Regions from separate parts of the Mus musculus genome. Here region 1 is linked to region 2. The links are chromatin contacts, called in public promoter capture Hi-C maps. All regions are on one chromosome and are shown on one strand. The core of a region is the stretch at or near the end of the contact, and the rest is flanking DNA. Distances in the headings are between cores, read along the strand shown. Region 1 holds the start of Vps36 (vacuolar protein sorting 36). Region 2 holds the start of Ap3m2 (adaptor-related protein complex 3, mu 2 subunit).

The links. Promoter capture Hi-C pulls out the DNA fragments that hold promoters and counts their contacts.
Region 1: a contact with region 2 is called in a promoter capture Hi-C map of pre-B cells, with 4 times the contacts expected there. The contact joins the promoter of Vps36 here to the promoter of Ap3m2 in region 2. A contact is called at or near these places in 4 of 39 promoter capture datasets (liver, neutrophils, pre-B cells and 1 more), 4 of 484 Hi-C or Micro-C datasets (Th1 cells, embryonic stem cells and erythroblasts) and 5 of 115 datasets of contacts at active chromatin or transcription factors (astrocytes, double positive thymocytes, effector CD8 T cells and 2 more).

The regions. Positions count from the first base shown.
Region 1 is chr8:22,189,627-22,194,260 of GRCm38.p6, reverse strand. Vps36 (vacuolar protein sorting 36) reads right to left here and starts at 1,428. Exons shown (of 14, transcript NM_027338.2): 1 at 1,295-1,428. The coding sequence starts at 1,390.
Region 2 is chr8:22,804,385-22,809,117 of GRCm38.p6, reverse strand. It overlaps Ap3m2 (adaptor-related protein complex 3, mu 2 subunit), which reads left to right and starts at 3,464. Exons shown (of 9, transcript NM_029505.3): 1 at 3,464-3,542.

The DNA.
Region 1 (4,634 bases), core at 179-2,678, 610 kb after region 2:
AAATTCACATTTCCAAAACAAATGTTAACTTGAAAGTGCACGATGGCCGCTCAGTGGTGGGGCACTCTTTTAATCCCAGCACTTGGGAGGCAGAGGCAGGCGGATTTCTGAGTTCGAGGCCAGCCCGTTCCACAGAGTGAGTTCCAGGACAGTCGGGCCTATACAGAGAAACCCTATAGAAAGAAAGAGAGAGAGAGAGAGAGAGAGAGAGAGAGAGAGAGAGAGAAGAAAGAAAGAAAGAAAGAAAGACAGAAAGAAAGAGGAGAAAGTGCACGATGTGCCCGTAGATCACACAGTTCTAAGAACCATTGCATTTTTCCTCTAGAAATCAAAGCTTAGGCTATACATTTAAAGCTCAAGCCAGAGTCTGTACCACTGCTGTGTCAAGGAGCAAGGGGGAATGTGAAAGGCTGTTGCTGTAGTGAAGAGATTGCTCAATCGTTCCCTTTTGGGGTCTCCCGTGGATTATTATCTCAACCTGACAGACCAGTTAGGCTGGTTTTTACTTGCTACTCAAACCCAGAACAGTCTAAGTTTACTTAAAAAGTAAATCAAACTTTACTGAAGCAGTCTCGGATAAGAGCTTGCCTCGAAAACAATAGGAAAATACCCTAAGTCAGAGCGGACCTGGGTTAGCTGTAAGCACTGACTAGGTGTATCAAACTCCAGAGCGAGGGAGGTTTCATTTCCACCACAGCGAGGAAGACAGAATGCCTCAAGTGAAAACTGGAGACTAAAAGTGCTTTTGGGGACGCGAGCTCTTTTGCCACTCCTGATTTCAGGTCGTACATTTAATTCAGGACAAGATGGCATGTGGTTTCCAGGCACAGAATACATGAATTCGTTGTTTTTCTCTTATCCTTCGCGAGCCCGGCTCTTAAGATTTAAGCTTGCATTCCAAGGCAAGGGCTCACTGCATGACTTCCTAGAACAGAACACGAAGCCTCAAGCCCACTTCCTAAAGTAATTACAAAGCAAGCAGAAAACCCCATGGGGCTGGACCCTGCTGCCTCCTTCGGAAATCCTTCCGGGCGAGGGACCCCGGCTCAGCCCAGAACAAATCATCACCGGTCCAGCAGGAGGGTGGGGACGGCGTTCCGGTGGCGCGCTCGCTCGCCACAAGGCGGAACTGTACCGTCCCGGGCTGCGACCCGCCGAGACCTCCGCTCGCCCGCGCCCCGGCTCCGCTGTCCACCGTGCGGCTGGAGCGGCGGGCCGAGGCCGGTAGCCCCAGGGCCGAGGGTGAGGCCCTGCCCAGCACGAGGGCCGCGGGTCGGCGCGGCCTCCTCCCTACCTTCTCCTCGCCGTCGTAGACGCGCACCCCGCGCTGCTGGATAACCAGGGTCTCGTTGATCTCCAGGAGGCCGCTGGTCCACACGAAGCGGTCCATGGCCGCCACCCGGCCGGCTTCTGCCGCTCGCCGGTGCTCCCGGGCTGCGAGCGGCGCTCCCTGGTGGCCGGCGGGGGTGGGGCGCCCCGACACGGACAGGCGGCGCCCCCTGGCGGCTGCCACTCGCGTGCACATTTGCTCCCCTGTCACTGCCAAACTTGTTGACATGCTTGTTAAAAGCTGTAAATAAGGACTTTTTTTTTATTTCTTCCCAAATAAGTGTTGACAGCAGAGGTTGTGTTTAATATATCTGTAACCAGCATATTATGTAATACACTCTTCTCCGGTTTTTGTTTTAGTCTAATTTTTATTACATTCTGTTTATTTTATGAGGGTTTGTGTGCGTCGGGAACATGCAAGGGCTAGCCTGTGGGAGTCAGAGGATGTTTAATGAGAGCTGCTCCTTTGACCGTGTGGATCTTGGGAGATCAAACTTAGGTTATGAGGCTTAGCAGCAGGCTCCCTTACCAGCTGAACCACCTCACCCACCTACCCACCCACCTTTAAAAAATGACCAATAGCTCCAGATAGATGGAGGTGACATGGAAATAAAGCACCAAACATGCATTTAATGCGACAGATATACATGAAGGCAATATACCCATACACATAAAAAATAATTTTCTTTTTTGTATTAATCATTTTATTCATTTACATTGGAAATTATATTCCCCCGTCCCAGTTACACGTCCACAACCCCTCATCCCATCTCCCCTTCTCCTCCGTCCCCTTTGCCTCTATGAGGGTGCTCCTCCACCCACTCACCTACTCCTGCCTACACTGGAGCATCAAACCTCCGCAGGACCAGGGGCCTCCCCTCCTATTGATGTCAGATAAGGCCATCATCTGCTACATATGGTTTACAATGGTTGGCTGAGAGCATCCCCCTCTGTATTTGTCAGGCTCTGGCAGAGCCTCTCAGGAGACAGTTATATCAGGCTTCTGTCAGCAAGCACTTCTTGGCATCCACAATAGTGTCTGGGTTTGGTAACTGTATATGGGATGGATTCCCAGGTGGGGCAGTCTCTGGATGGTCTTTCCTTCACTCTCTGCTTCACACTTTGTCTCTGTAACTCCTTCCATGGATATTTTGTTCCCCCTTCTAAGAAGGATTGAAGTATCCACACTTTGGTCTTCCTTCTTCTTGAGCTTCATGTGGTCTGTGAATTGTATCTTGGGTATTCTGAGCTTTTGGGCTAATATCCAGTTATCAGTGACTGCATACCACGTGTGTTCTTTTGTGGGTTACCTCATTCAGGATGATATTTTCTAGTTCTGTTTGCCTAAGAATTTCATGAAGTCATTATTTTTAATAGCTGAATAGTACTTCATTGTGTAAATATACCACATTTTCTGTATCCATTCCTCTGTTGAAGGACATCTGGGTTCTTTCCAGCTTCTGGCTGTTATAAATAAGGCAGCTGTGAACATAAAGGAACATGTGTCCTTGTTATATGTTGGAACATCTTTTGGGTATATGCCCAGGAGTGGTATAGCTGGGTCTTCAGGTAGAACTATTTCCAATTTTCTCAGGAACCACCAGATTGATTTCCAAAGTGGTTTTATCAGCTTGCAATCCTAACAGCAATGGATGAGTTTCTCTTTCTCTACATCCTTGCCAGCATCTGCTGTCACCTGAGTTTTCTTTTTTTTTTTTTTTTTTTTTTTTTTTTTTTTTTTTAGACAGGGTTTCTCTGTGTAGCTCTGGCTGTCCTGGAACTCACTTTGTAGACCAGGCTGGCCTCAAACTCAGAAATCTGCCTGTCTCTGCCTCCCGAGTGCTGGGATTAAAGGCGTGAGCCACCACGCCCGGTTTGAGTTTTCAATCTTAGCCATTCTGATTTGTGTGAGGTGGAATCTCTCAAATTCATCTGGAATAACAAAAAAACTCAGGATATCAAAAACAATTCTTAACAATAAAAGAACTTCTGTGGGGATCACCATCCCTGACCTCAAGCTGCATTACAGAGTAATAGTGATAAAAACTTCATGGTATTGGTAGAGTGACAGGCGGGTAGATCAATGGAATAGAAAATGGAATAGAATTGAAGACTCAGAAATAAACCCACACACCTATGGTCACTTGATCTTTGACATAGAAGCCAAAACCATCCAATGGAAAAAAAGACAGCATTTTCCACAAATAGTGCTGGTTCAGGTGGCAGTCAACATGTAGAAGGATGCAAACTGATCCATTCTCATCTCCCTGTACAAAGCTCAAGTCCATGTAGATCAAGGACCTCCACATAAAACCAGATACACTGAATCTAATAGAAGAGAAAGTGGGGAGAACCTTAAATACACCTACACAGGGGAAAATTTCTTGGACACCAATGGCTTAGACTCTAAAAATTGACAAATGGGATCTTATAAACTTGAAAAGGCAAAGGACAATAACAATAGGACAAAATGGTAACCCACAGATTGGAAAAAGATCTTTACCAACCCTACATCTGATAGAAGGCTAATAACCAAACTACACAAAGAACTCAAGAAGTTAGACTCCAGAGAACTAAATAACCCTATTTAAAAATAGGCTACAAAGCTAAACAAAGAATTCTCAACTGAGGAATCTCTAATGTCTGAGACGCACCTAAAGAAATGTTCAACATCCTTAGTCATCAGGGAAATGCAAATCAAAAATAATTTTTTAAAAACAAATCTTTGCCTGTCAAAGCGTTTTCCTTGTTTTTCTTCTGTTCTGTAGTTTCCTTTATTATATCAGGTATACATTTCATCTCGAGGTTGTCAGGGTTTCATTTTGTACAAAGTAACTTGAGGTAAAGACCAAGTTAGCATTTTGCGTGTCAAAATTCAGTTACCACAGCTGTTTATCAAAAAGTTGTTTATGGAAACTGTAAACATCAGTTGGCGAGATAAGGCAGGGTCATCTTTCTGAAGTCTGTTATTTTTCGTTGCTTGTCTTTATGTCACATTGTCTCAGTTATCGTGGTTTTAAAAGCCTTGAAAACAGATCCAGGTTCCTGCTCCAACTTGGTACTCTCTCACAGTTGTCTACTTGCTACTCTCTCACAGTTGTCTACTTGGTACTCTCTCGTGGTTGTCTACTTGGTACTCTCTCACGGTTGTCTACTTGGTACTCTCTCACGGTTGTCTACTTGGTACTCTCTCATGGTTGTCTACTTGGTACTCTCTCACGGTTGTCTACTTGGTACTCTCTCACAGTTGTCTACTTGGTACTCTCTCACGGTTGTCTACTTGGTACTCTCTCACGGTTGTCTAC
Region 2 (4,733 bases), core at 2,215-4,714:
AATATCCAAAGTAGAGGCTCCTTCAGCGTACTCCCTCACAGGTGTGGCCACAAGCCCTAAACCAAGAAGCCATGGACCCAAACTTTTGAGAAAAACCTTCCCTACTTATAAATCTTCTTTAGAACTTTGGTGAAAGAACGCTGTTATGGCTGAATTATGCAATGAGCTTCTTCAATAATGACGATCTCCTTCCGCATCCTACAAGATGAGAAGGACGGCAGGTTTTGCTGTTCCGTTTGCCTGATGACCTGTCTGCAGGCTAGTGGTATCAGTTTATGCCTGCATATTTTTTAAAATTCAAGTATTAAATAAAGTTTCGGGTGCTCTCCAGTGTTCCAAAGCCCATTAGGTAGACAGAGGGTATTCCAACACACGGACGTTCCTTGTTTAAACTTGTTTAAACTTTTGCTTTTGCTTTACACATAGCGCTTAGTACACACGGCAAAACTGAAAACTACAGGCTGCTCTGAGAGTTTCCATTTCCCAACCGCTAGTCTCACAGCTGCCTAAGCAACCACTTCCTGAAATGCAAATACACACGCCAGCGCTCACACTCGCTACCCCATACCATACATACTGATTATTGAGTACTCAGGGAAATCTCTACCCCTTCAGCTCGCCCCAGGGACCAACTTTCACAAGGGAGAGGCCAGCGCTGGCCACTTCTAGTCTCTGTAAGGAGCTCCCTTTCTGTTTTTCTTCCGGCAAACTGATTCTGTTTGGCTTCCCTGAGCCTGCTCGCCCAGTCCTTAGCGGAGTCGATGTGGACAGGAAGCAGGTGTCCGGCGCCATCCCAGGGCAGGCCTGCGTGGGAGCCGATGGTCCCCGCAGCGCAACCCGAGTGACTCCGGCGAGACCCGCCTCCCCCTGCACCTTAGAAACCGCACCACCCGTCAGCTGGCTTCAAAACAAAGAGTCCATTCAGCGGCTTCAGATGCTGGCTCGTCGCCATGGCAACCATCCTCCGCCTCCTCCCCTACCCTCCCGACTCCCCGCAGCTGCGTGGGTGGAGGCGCCGCTTTGTCCGCGGGGGCCGGCTTTATTTCCCGCCTTTGCGGTGGACTAGAAAGGAGTCACCCCCGGGAATTCACTGTGGAAGCCGCAAGTTTCTTTTTTAGCCAGGATGGTTGGGTCCAGAGAGCCTGTCCCCGCAGGCTCAGCAGCGCCACCTTCCGTGGCCAAGAGCGCACTGCCCAGTCCGCCGCTGCGCAAAAGCTCCGTGGGACTCCCTATTGTCGCTTTTCTAGTGGCGTTCACATTTGAACAGCTAGAGCTTTCTTGGCTGAAAAGACAGAATGGTTATGTAAACAATCAAGATGATTTGTTTTGTGTTTCAGATGGTTATTTTCAATGATTATGCACTTTCAAAGAACTTGTATTTTTGATGAAATTCTCAATATTTACTTTGTCTATTCTATGAAGGAACTTTTTAAAAAATAAAAAAAAATCTATAGCGCCAGAAAAAAAAAATCTTTGGCTGCCACGTGAATTTGGGAGTTGGGAGGTTCTTATAGGTCCACACGCCTATAAGCTGTCTGAGGAATCCTAGAATGAGGACAGATGGAGCTTACAAGATCTGTCTGGGGAACTGGGCGTGGGGGGGAGTACAGCCTAAGAGAATAGATCAAGAGAGAGAAGGCGGAACAGTGTGCAGAGAAAAATAGGCTGGTGTCTGTGTGCTGAGGAGCATAGGACGAGTTATACAAAGTCACATTTCCGCGTCTGGTCTGTGGGAGGGAGTGGTCACGGTCTTCCTTACATTGTACTTAATAAAGGCAGATGCTGAAGGGAATTCTGGGGCAGCTGCGTCACATCTCACTGAGTCAACTTTTAACAAAACTTGAAAACTCATTCTCAAATGATAAAAAGGCCACCTGTAACACTCAGGCAATGCTAAGTAAGCCACGCAGAGAAAAGGAAACCCAGGAGGTGACTTGACAGAGGAAGTTTTTCTGGTCTTCACTTCTAGCTACAAAAAAACCCACATTTGATGAACAGGAAGCAGCTGGGTCTGGCACACAGTAGACAAATGTTTGCAAAGCAGAGGTTTGGTTTGCTTCTGAGAGTAATCTTTATCTAAATAACTACTTAGAAACTAAGTATGTTATTTGAAAACTTCTTTTTTTTTGGACCAATCTCTTTTCTTCCTCCGGAAATCTTCTCATTTGATGACTATTTCTTCTGTAATTTCAAACGGGACGTATGAGGCAATGTCACAAATCGTTCTTTTTTTTTTTTTTAAGCTTTGAAATTATTTTTAAAATTTCTTCTCACACCCCTCCCCCGCGCGCGCCCGGCCCCGGGTGAGTAGCGACCAGGTGGGCAGCACAAGCCTTTAATCCCAGCACTCCGGAGGCGGGAGGCAGAGGGAAACAGTTCAAAGCTGTCCCGATCTGGAGACTTCCCGGCCAGCCAGAATTGTTCAGCGAAACTGTCTCAAGTAACAAAACGAAAGGGAAAATAAACACACACACACACACACACCCGTTTTTGCATGTATGAGGTACGCGTTTGCATTTGTGCATGGAAACACTTGTAGGAGTCAGAATATCACTCCTCACCTTCCATCTGATTTGAGGTAGGGCCTCTTGTTTTTAGGTACTGCCAGAGACCTTTCGGAGACTCATCTAGATTGGCACGACCGTCATCACCGCAGTTTGTCATTTCATCTTACAGTGTGCCCAGCAGTTTTTGCAACCCCCTTCACACTTCATCTTACCGAATGCCTCATTTTAATCTAACTGAAGATAAAATTTCCATCGGATCTCTGCTTCACACTTTCCCGAGTCACAGTAACCTGTGATCTCTTTAAATTTAAGGTGGTTTCAAAGACCTGCCCCAACACCTTCATTATCGGATCTGGGAACTGAGAGTCTGGAAGGAGAAGTCAGTCTTATCTGTCTGTCTGTCACTCTTTCTCTGCCTTGCTCCCCCCTCCCCACTACGTCTCTACTTTTCTCCCTTCCTTTCCTCTCTTGTCTTCTCCCCTCCCCTCCTTTCCTCTATTCTTCCCGGTTCTTTCCCGCTGGCTTGGAACTCCCTGTGTAGACAACAAGGTTGGCCTCGAACTCACTGAGATACTTCTGCTTGTCTCCTGAGTGCTGGGATTAAAGACCTGCGCCACAGGCCCGGCAAGCAGTCGCTTTTTAAGTGCACCTGTGTAATGGAGGTTAGTTATGATTGGTTATCTGTGATGCATTAAATTAGAAGCATCCCGGGAATCATTTTACCTTTCCGGTCACTTTCTAGCTCCCCGGAGGCCCTTTGTGACTGGATGACCGACTGTCTTCATCCTCCAATCGGGGCTTGGAGTCTCAGAGCTACACCAATTGAAGGTTACCGGACCTTCAATAAAGACCAATCGGATGCTAGAGCCTAGCAAGCGAACGGCGATCAATCAGAGCGCAGGAGCGGCAGCCGGGGAGCGGCTGGCCAATCAACGTGAGAGCGGTGAGGAGGGGGCGGAGCCTTCGTGCAAGGAGCACTGCGCAGCGCGACTGCGCTGCGGAGCCGGAACGGAGCCTGAGACCTGGTCGAAGCTGGTAGGGTTGGGCTGGGCGCGCGCGGATGGGAAGGGCTGCGTTGGGCGTCGCCTGGGAGAGAGGTACGGGAAGAGTCCCGGGCTACAAATGCCGTTGCCATGGCAACGCAGGTGCACAGTTCTGGGACCAGGGTCCCTGCTTCTGGACAGTTTTCAGGCTGGAGCCCCAAGGCCCATAGGGCCTCCAATACCCTAGGCTTGCAGGCTGCTGGGCTGCAACCTCTCGATGGCTGTCTTGGCAGCCGACGATCTGGACTCTCTCCTGGGGCACTAGGAAAACAGGTCTTAGCAATGTGACCAGTTGTGCTAGCTCAAGTCAGTTCGCTTCTAGGCCACCCCTGGGTGCAGCAAAGCTGCCTCATCCTGGAGATGTCACTGTAGACAAACTAGGGTGTCTCCAGAGATTTTTTTTTTAAGCATCCAGCGGAATGCTTTGTGCACAAATAATTCAGAGAATAGGTCCTTAGTGAATGAGTAAAGATCACAGTGGCAAAGATTCCAGGGGCTGGCTCTGCTCAGGAGAAGTAGAAAGCACATCACATATGCTGTTTCGAATAGGAATCGTGGTAAGCTAACGATAAGTTAAATTTTAATATATTTCATTTGACCCAAACATATTACCAGTATTAAATAAGTGGTAAGATATTTAAAATTGAGTCTTTTTTCCCAACCGAAGCTGTCCAGTCTCTAATCTTACAGTATATGTCAGTACTATCGGCCTCTTTTCAAATGCCCACTACCCATTTAAATAGTGCCTAACATCTTTGTTTATTTCATCTAGATTTTTTTTGTTTTGTTTTGTTTTGTTTGTTTTTTTGAGACAGGATCATGTTATGTAACCCAGGCTAGTCTCAAACTTGTGATCCTCCTGTCTTAGCTCCCAAGTGCCTGGCAAAGTCGGATTTAAAAGAAAATTAAGTATATTTATGTGCACCCATGTGAACAACAGGTTGTCACTTCTCTTCTCTCATGTTATGAGTCCCAATGAAATTGAATCCCATTGTTTGGATCGTTAGCAAGCCTCACCTGCTGAGCCATCTCACAAGCCTGAAACTAGTGTTTTAAGTGGATCTAACTCGGGCAATAATAACAGAGAACTGAAAATCTACAACAGACAAACAAATTGGCTGCTAGTTATTATTGGGAATTCAAGGGAAGAATCCTTAGGGCTCATGTAATAGTAGCAGGTATG